2 separate regions of the Rattus norvegicus genome follow, and region 1 is linked to region 2. A link is a contact called in public Hi-C data. All regions are on one chromosome and are shown on one strand. Each heading gives the region's core, a stretch centred on a gene start, on an enhancer-like site or on the middle of the called end of the contact. The rest is flanking DNA. Distances are from core to core; before and after follow the strand shown.

Evidence for each region. A called contact is a pair of places that touch in the nucleus more often than the background predicts.
Region 1: a contact with region 2 is called in a Hi-C map of mammary epithelial cells, with 2.0 times the contacts expected there. The contact joins two enhancer-like sites. A contact is called at or near these places in 5 of 12 Hi-C or Micro-C datasets (the A7r5 cell line, Schwann cells, frontal cortex and 2 more).

The regions. Positions count from the first base shown.
Region 1 is chr1:163,615,373-163,620,110 of GRCr8, reverse strand. Xrra1 (X-ray radiation resistance associated 1) reads right to left here. Exons shown (of 18, transcript XM_006229821.5): 5 at 4,667-4,738; 6 at 1,366-1,463. LOC102547456 (a long non-coding RNA gene) reads left to right here. Exons shown (of 6, transcript XR_010060706.1): 6 at 3,697-3,883. Among named protein-coding and RNA genes, the nearest start is that of Xrra1, 22 kb to the right of the region's middle. Within about 2 kb of position 2,705, at least 10 of the 93 cell types and tissues checked have an H3K27ac peak or open chromatin away from gene starts, as enhancers often do.
Region 2 is chr1:163,526,425-163,531,258 of GRCr8, reverse strand. No RefSeq gene overlaps it. Among named protein-coding and RNA genes, the nearest start is that of Or2at1, 28 kb to the right of the region's middle. Within about 2 kb of position 3,253, at least 15 of the 93 cell types and tissues checked have an H3K27ac peak or open chromatin away from gene starts, as enhancers often do.

The DNA.
Region 1 (4,738 bases), core at 1,456-3,955, 89 kb before region 2:
TGCTTTAACACAGCTCCAAGCTGCATCAGTCACTTCCATTGGGTTTTATTGGTCTTTGAGAGTTTGCCTACTGAATAGTAAGTCTGAGGACCAACTCATGTCCCAAGTCAGAGCAAACTGCTGTCATCTTCGATGTGACTTGAAAAGTCACATGGAGAGAAGTCAGTTTTGCATTCAGCACGGGATGTTTTCAGAGTGTGAGGACATACCCACCATCTTGGGATGATATCCATTTCAGTATGTTAAAAGTGTTTGCAAACATAAAATATATAAAGGCATAACACAAATGGCATATACAGGCCATCAACTCTTTGAAAAGGTCAGTTTCCCTAAAACAAGTTAAGGGAGGCGCATATGAAGCATGGCTGGCCTTTGATGCTTGCAGATTTAAGCTAACAGCACGTAGACATGTTGCTAAGGCGTGAATGGAGATGCTTTACTATATGGTCAGCACACAGGGAAGGGCACACTACTCGGGGAGACAGGGAGCCTGGCCAGGGGGCTGGGTCCCACTTCTGGCACTATTCTCCAACACATGTGTGCAGTGATTCTCAGGTAGTGGCAAAACCTTCACTCCCTTGTAAAAAAAAAATTGTGGCCCTTGAGCCCTTATCAAAGTCAGAAGAGGAAACAAGTATGCGGCTGTGCAAAGCAGACTTTCTGTACTTTCTATCCCACAGTTCTGAGAACAGCTAGGGATGTGCATGGGATGAGCCCGTGCCTCGAGTGTGCTGTTGAATCAGGAGCCCTGTTTGCCCGTCCTCATCTCTGGGTCAAGGGACCAGATGTACAGCCTTACTCCCCCAGTCCACTGGGACCAACCTCACTTACTGAGGTCACGGTATATCTTTGGTATCGGTCCACAAAGTCTCTAGCTCACTGTACCTAGCTCTTAACCTGGGTCCACAGCTCTTCAAACACGTAAGGAGATGTATCTCCTATGAAACTCTTCCTTCTACGATAATCCATTTAAACTCACTTTTCTATTCTTCTGAACTTGAATGGCCCTTGGCACTTATATTCCAGGGTCAGACAGCTTGGCCATAGTTATCTGTCTGCCATCAGTACTACTTACACTATTACCACCATCACCACCATCACCACCACCACCACCATCATCCTCATAATCATCATCCCCATCACCATCATCATCACCACCACCACCACCACCACCACCACCACCACCACCACCACCATCATCACATCATATCACCACCACCCTCTCTAGAGGCCAGTGCCATGAAGCATGAACCTAGCAGTGAAAGCCCAAAGAAGCTTTCCCCAAAGTCACAATGTGTCATTATCCCTACACTCATTCCTGACAAGGGAACAGGTAGGATCAAAAACTTCCTACCTCCAACTTACTTCCAATGTCTTGAAGTCTCCATATTTCACATAGACCATCTTGATGCCATTGAACGCAAGCTCCAACTCCTTTAGGGTTGGAAATGTGTGAAAGACATCTACATGGGAACAGAAAGAGAATCTTGAGCTTGAAAATGCTTAAAGAGAAGGATACTAATAATGACCATTCACTGAGCTTCCAGCCGTGGAAGATGCTTTATATCTCAGACCTCAGATCTCTAACCATAAGGCTGGAGACATGGCTTGGGGTTAAGAGAATTTACTGCTCTTGTAGAAGACCAGAGTTTAGTTCCCAGCATCCATATTGGGTGGCTTCCCACTGCCATTACTCCAGCTCTAGGGGTTCCAATGACCTCTCCTGGCCCCAAGGGATCCTGCATTCATGCATACACGCACACGCACATGCACACACTGCATATACACACACAACAGAAAATGGTCTTTTAGAAAGATTTAAATCTCTGCCACTCTCACTGATAGGAACTGTGACGTCCATTCTATGGTTGAGGAAATGGCAGCTCAGGCAGGGTAAATGACTGGTTAGAAATAAGGTTGCTTAGCAGCGGGAAAACTAAGGATTGAATGTAAGTCTGTTCAGATGCAAGGCCTGCCCATTGAAAAATGACCTCTGTTCTTTCTTTTTTCTTTCCAGTCCAGGACCAACCTGAGGGTCTTGTGCATGCTAGGCAAACTCTATCCCACTGAGCCACACTCCTAGATAACCTCTATTATTTATGATTAGAGATGCTAACACGGCCACCCCAAATAGTCAAACATCACTGGGAAAAATGTTCCTTTAATTCCAACATTTAGTGTCAACTGTTTAAAATTTCATATATATATATATATAATATTTTTCTCATGTATGTATTGAAATACAGTCTTCCTCTTATAAAAACGGAACACATGCTGTACTGTGGCTTTTCTCCTTTAATGGTATGACTTGAAAATTATTCCATGTTAAATTTGTCCAAAATCTTAGTTACCTTTCTAGTATACACATGCACTAGCTTGTCCTGTTGGTAGCATTTAACCTATGTGGGAAGGAGGCAATCAAACACTCCCTCTTGCATGAAAACTGGATCTTAGATTCACTTTCTAAGCCTGTTTCCCTGGTAACCTGAAGCATATGCTATGGCAACTGTGTTACTAGGCAACTATTGCTTGTGGTAAAAATGATTGCAGAGGTAAATTGTGTCTGGACCAGGAGAAAGTATAAATTATAAATACCGGAAGAAGGGGACACTTCTCTTTAAGTGGTGACTCCTATCATCAGACATGTCCTTCATGGGAATGCTGTAATACAGACCTACAGAACGGCACCTTGGTTCCTGTGTTGAGATTTCCTGGCAAGGGCAATTCTTACATTTACTCAATGAGAGTTTCTGTCCACCACCCAGGGTGACTTCTTAGCCAGCGGGCAGCCCTGCAAGACAGCCACCCATGGGGGCTCCACCGTAGGACTCCTGAAGCTGTACAATGGGGGTATAGTGTACAATCACTTAGAACCCTCTAAGTGAACCTGGTGTACTATGTAGCCTACAAAAGTTTGTGTGTCAGGATGCTCAGTGAAGGCTAGCAAGAGACTGACTGGGGAAATTCCCCGTGTAAGACTCTCTCTGTAGAATATATTCCTAGAAATGGAATTACTAAAGACAGTGACTACCTAAACTTTTAAAGGCCGGCCGGTCTGTCTGTCTGTCTGTCTGTCTGTCTATCTATCTATCTATCTATCTATCTATCTATCTATCTATCTATCTATCTATCTATCTATCTGTATGTGTTCCTGTGTGGTGTTGTGTGCAGTGAGTATGTGCAGAAGCCCATGGAGGCTAGAAGACATTACTGGATCCCCTGGAACTGGAGTTGTAGGTGGCTGTGAGTGGCCCCCATGGGTGCTAGAAATTGAACCTGGGTCCTTTGCAAAGGCAGCAAATGTTCTTAGCAGCTGATCCAGATCTCCAGCCCTGTCTTAAATTTTAAGAGACTACCAAATTTCCTCCAAGGAGTCATACTGCTTTCTTATATTTGACTTTCACTGAGAGTCTACACTGCCTCCCCAGGGCTGGTTGTGGTTAGTGTTTTTCATACTTGCCAATATTTGAAGGACATAAAACTGTATCCTGGTGCTGTTTTCTTCCTTAGTGAGGCTGGTCATCTATTCACAGGCCTTTTGGCCTGCTTATACCAAGGCATCTCCTAGCAGACTACTCTTTCTTCTAAGGCAGGGACCTCATTAGATGCTTTGATAGAAGCTCCCCTCTCACTGAGACAAACTAGAACTGTCTCTGAGTATTCCCTTGATTCCTCCCTTTCCTTATATCCTTACAGGTTGCCAAGCCCCAGGATGCCCACCTCTTCCAGATCATTCTCTCAATCCCCTTCACTCCTCCATCCCAAGCTTCATCTCCCTCCATGGAAAACCCCTCCTCACTGAGCTTCCCTGGTTAAAAGCCTTCTATGCCTCTTCTGTCTGGAGGACAACTTTCAAAGCTCTGGATGATCAAGTCCCTGCCAATGTGTCTAGCCTCAGTTTTTTCTCCTCCTGTATGCCTTGTACACAATCATACTGACAAGGCAGTACCATTCCACAGATGCCCCTCAACCCAAAGCACCTTTCCCAACTCCTGAGTGTGTGTGTGTGTGTGTATGTGTGTGTGTGTGTGTGTGTGTGTGTGTGTGTGTGTGTGTGTGGTGAGTACATGCAGGTGTCAGAGGACAGTTTGTCAGGAGATGGTTCCTTCCCTCCTGGGAGTCTCGGGGATCAAATGCAGGCCACCAAACTTGGCAGTAGGTGCTTGAACCTACTTGATTGGCCATCTTGCTGGCCCAGTGTATTTATTTTTTGATCATGTCTTAGGTGCTCTCTCCTAGAGTTCCTGACTCACTGGACTGGGTTAAAGTCGCTCTGATATGCTTGCCTGGTGTCTCCTGATCTCCCTGCTTCTATGTACCCTGGTTTTAGTCTGAATCTGAGCCCATTCTAATCCAGTGCGCTTCCACACAGTCCTGGCACCAGCAGGGGTCACTGTAGGTTTGCTGAATTACTAAGGCCTTTTCTCTCACTGGAGAGTGCAAGGTGGCCTGCCCAGGCTGAAGAGGATTGTCTGTGTATGTGGAGAGGAGCTTCGGCTGAGGGAAACCCTTGCTGAGTGACAGCACCGCTCCAGAGTTGAGATCTGTGATCTCTCCAGAGCCATTTCCTGGCCATGAGAGGCCAATCCTAGGTGGATAGACAGACAAATCCTAATGTAAGTGCTCTGCAGGCTAGGAGGACAGTTTCTGAGAAGAGAAAGCTTACCTAGAGGCAGCAGGTTTTCAGAGGCATTGATATAAATCACAGACGTAAAGTGTTTGAAGTCCTTTTCCTTTG
Region 2 (4,834 bases), core at 2,004-4,503:
CCTGCCTTGCTTCTGGGTCAGGATCCCTTCTTGTCACCCCCCCCGGGGTCCCCAGTCATGTGGCGTGACCTTGGCATGAAGTGCACTAGCACTGTATTTGCATGATACATTTTCTAGAATGAGCTCCCCAGAGCAGGGGCCAGAGGCCACATTGAGCACCGTGGCGCTTGTTGGAGGCATTTGCATAAGTGGGAAAATGTGGGGAGGCGGGCAGTTGCAGGTAAGTGGTAGGTAGCCCTATCCCCAAGTCTCCGATAGTCACCTGGACTGGATTGGAGCAGAAAATTTATGATGTTTGTCTATTTTTAAGGATACTAGATATGAATTTCTTTCCAGAAATTAGAACACGTTATTGGAAAGACTGTTTTTTGGACCAGCAAGTCAAAAATCTGAAATCTGTAGCATCTCTAAGGCCCTGCATAGGTTTAAGGCACTATCAACATTAACCACAAGGTGGCACTCTTCCCCCAATTCTCTGCAAGCTGCAGTTAACCCCAATTTTAAAACCTGCTGTCTATCCTTGGTGGCAGAACAGCAGTGCCAGTTCCTTCCTTCCTTCCTTCCTTCCTTCCTTCCTTCCTTCCTTCCTTCCTTCCTCCCTCCCTCCCTCCCTCCCTCCCTCCCTCCCTCCCTCCCTCCCTTCCTTCCTTCCTTCCTTCCTTCCTTCCTTCCTTCCTTTCTCTTTTAACTGAGTAATTAGTTAGTTTATATTTACATCCCAAATTCTGTTCCCCCTCCCGATTCCCCCTCGTAGAGTTCCTCCTCCCATTTCCCCTTCACTAGCCTTTGAGAGGACAGCCAGGCCCTCATCCCCTCACCCTGGTACATCAAGTCTCTGCAGGATTAGATGCATTCTCTCTCATTGAGACCAGACATGGCAGCCTCTGCTGCATATGTGCTGGGTGCCTTGGACCAGCCCATGTATGTTCTTTGGTTGGTGGCTCAGTCTTTGGTCCAGGTTAGTTGACACTGCTGATCTTCCTACATGGCTGCCCTCTCCTTGAGTGCCTTCAGCCCTCTCCCTAACTCTTCCATGAGGGTCCTCGACCCCCATCCAATGTTTGGCTATGGGTATCTGTATCCATCTCAGTCGGCTGCTGGGTAGAGCCTCACAGAGGGCTGCTATGTTAGGCTCCTGTCTGCAAGCACAGCATGGCATCATTAATAGTGTGAGAGATTGGTACCTGGCCGTGGGATGGGACTAGAAATGGGCCAATCACTGATCAGCGATTCCTTCTGTCTCTGCTCTATCTTTGTTCCTGCATTTCTTTTAGACAGGACCAATTTTGGGTGAAAAGTTTTATAGGTGAGTTGGTGTCCCCATCCCCCCACTGGGGGTCCTGTCTGGCTATTGGAGATGGTCTCTTCAGGCTCCATATTCCCACTGTTGAGCGTTTAGGCTAAAGTCATCCACATAGACTCCCGGGAGGGGATTCCCTAGGAAACCTGTTCTTTCAAAGTGCCTGAACTTTCAAAATTGCCCCGAGGCATCATTTGGTCTCCGTGGTGCAAAAGGTGCACACACACACACACACACACACACACACACACACACACACACACTCACTCAGAGGAATGTGGGATCTGCCTCTGGTTTCATATAAGATAGTTGGATCAGTTAACCCAGGGTTAGCTGGGAGTTGGTGGGCTTGGCTTCCCTGTGCAGTGTCCAGTGTCTCCTCTTCACATGCCCATTGCCAGTGTGTTCAGAGGCAGGCAGCTAGGTTTTCCTCCTATTTTGCCAGATATCCAAGGCTCAGCCTTTTTTAGGTGGTCAGCCCTACTTTGTCTGAAACCACCAAGCTGCATGCTGGCCTGTGAATTCTGTTCTGGGGGCTGTGGAAACTGCTCTGATCTTCCTCCATGCATGCCTACAGGGGGGAAGAAAATGGAGGGGGTCCTCTGCACTCTTCCTGGGAATTCCTCACCTTGTTCCCTTCAGATAGACAGCTGGACCTCACCCCTTCAGTGGCATCCTGTCTCTGGCCATCTCTGCCTGCTCTGTCTCAGTCTCTCTGTTGCCTAGGGACAGCCCTGGGATGGGCCTGAAAACTCCCAGGTTCAGTCAGCTTTCTTCATGATGAGAAGTGAGGACCTCCCTCCTGGCAGGAATGGCCAGCACCCAAAAGGATCTTGGGAGTACTTTTCTACTCCCCACACATGCCTCCCTTCATACCACGCCACCACTAAATCCCTTTCCATCATGTCCTCAGTGTGTACCTGCTCCTCCGTGCCTCTCCTTGCAGATGTGGTCTCAGGGCCTCCTGTCTCTTGGCTTTGGGCCGCCCTGCAAGTCCAGAAGTCTGAGATGTCAAGGGAAGTCCTGCGGGGTAAGTGCCATGACAACCATCTTGCCTGACCATGACAGGGTTTACTTCAAAGAGAAGTGGACACGGGGCTTCCCAAGGGAGAGAAACACTGCCATTGGAGCCCCTGTCCCCACTACCAAACAGGGGTTCTGCCTGGTAAATTCTGCCTGTCCATTTCTCATGAGAACAAAGGCCCCGAGGTCCCCCCAACACCCTGTTGCGGATCAGCCCGTGTCTCTCAGCAGGGTAGGCCGTCTCCCTTCAAAGGCTCCGGTTCCTGTCTGCAGGAACTGGGGCAGGGTGGGGAACAGAACAGATGTTTATGGATGCAACATTGTGTGGCTGTTATTTCAGGCTCTCACCCTTCTCTCAGCCACACGCCTTCCATAGTAGCTAAATCTGTGGCTTACTTTTAATACTTTCCTTTAGCATACTTTATTTGGATCTCTAATTTCATGGTCTCCTAGCAGTGGTACAGGCTCGATATTATATTTTTCCCTAACACGCATTATGATAAATACACAACTGTTTTAAAAATAACAAAGAATGCTGACAAGCACCCCTGTTACTGCCAGCGAGGCGTGCGCCATGCCTGGGTGAGCTAATCTTCAAAAACCTTGTAAAGTCACTGACATCATTTATATTTTACAAGAAACTGAAGCCCAGAAAGGTGAAATGACTTGGCCAAGGTCACACCGAGTCTTCTCATCTTGGCCCACAACCCAGGGAAGGGAGGTAGAGGCGCTTGAGGAATGCAGAGGGGAGGGGTGTAGCTGACAATGAGGAATGCAAGAAGGCAGAAAAGATGGAGGGGTGTGGGGATAGGAAATCCATGTCAGAAAAGCAAATGACCTGAGTTCCAATGTCCTATGCACAGTAATGGCTATGAAAATGGCTGCAGACTGTCCTGCGTTTGTGTGAGCAGATTTATCGCGCCAGCAGCTCCGGTAATTGGGTGACGAAAGCATTGCAGCTGGGCCCGCAGGCGCACAATTCATTATCCCGGAGACGGGTGGGTGGGGCGTGGCCTGGAGTTCACCCAGCTGAGGGAAGACTGCCGCTCTGGAAAGAGCCACTCGGCAGGCCTCGGAAATGTAGGGGACCTTCCTCTTTTCAATGAGGATCCCTATCCTGAGAAGGGGTGACAGACTCAATGGGGTGGCCACTGCCCAGCAGAACAGGAGGGGAGCTCATCTTCAGAGTGGGGGCAATGGGGAACCTCCTGAAGCAGGGCGTGTCCAGAGGCGGGGCCTGTGGCCAGAGGGGAAATCCCCTATTTGAACATTCTTGACTTTGGGACCCCGAGCGGATGACTTCATTGCTTCAAGCCTCAGCTTCCCCAGGATATATGCTGCAGATCATGGTGCTGACCTAACTAGTGAGTCCTGAGGCGCCAAGGAGATGACATGACCTTGTTTAGACCGAGAACCTCCTCCCAGGGAAACCTTCATCCCTTTCTGCTCACTGTGGTCTGCCCTTCCCGGCCATGTGAGCCCTGAGCCCTCCTCAGATCTCCAAACCAATGCTCAGCTACTGTGAGTGCTGTCTACGTGGACGCCAAGTCTCCCTGTAGGATGCAGAAAGCCAAAGGAGGCAACAAACCCTAAAGGAGGAGCAACAGAATCAACCTTGAGTTTACTTCCGTCTCTAGAGGCTAGGGGTTCTGCCTGGCACCTGACTCTACTCCCACCTGGCAGGGGCAACGGGGCTGAGGGAACTGAGGGCACAGAGAAAGAGGCAGAGCTAAGGGAAGAGGGGACTTTTGGATTCCAGGCCTGCCTCTGCTGCTTTTACCAGTAGTTTTCCCATCTGAAAAATAAGCACAGGCTTTATTTGGATTTCTTTAACTGTGAAGAATGGAAAATCACTCAAGGCCCCCTAGACAAAGTGGAGTTGGGTATGGACCAGCTGCTGTGGGGTAGAAGAGGGGCTAAAGGCTGGAAGAGTGTAAGCACCAGGCCCTGTCCTGTGCCATGTACAGTGCGAACTATTCACAGCCCCCTCGTTCTATTATTTTATTATTTTATTTTATTGAGACAGAGTTACATGTAGCCTAGGATGGCCTTGAACTCACTATGTAGCTGAGGATGATGGTGAATTTCTGATCTATCTGCTTCTACCTCCTGATTGCTGGAGTTACACACACACACACACACACACACACACACACACACACACGTATATACATATACACACATACACACACACACATATATACACACACATACACACATATACACATATATACACACACACATATATACAACGTGCACACACACACACACACACACACGTGCCTGGTTATATGGTGGCTATGGGGATCAAGTCCAAGGCTTTATACAAGCTAGGAAAGCACTCTGCTGATTAAGCTATATCCCCAGTCCTCATACCCCTCCCCCCTGACAGGGAGCTTTTCTCAGACAGACAAACGGAAATTTAACATGAAGTGGTGTGAACTCAGGTCCGACTCCAGGCCAAAGCTGTGAGTGGGAGTGACAGGCTGCACCACATCTCCCCTTTCCTCC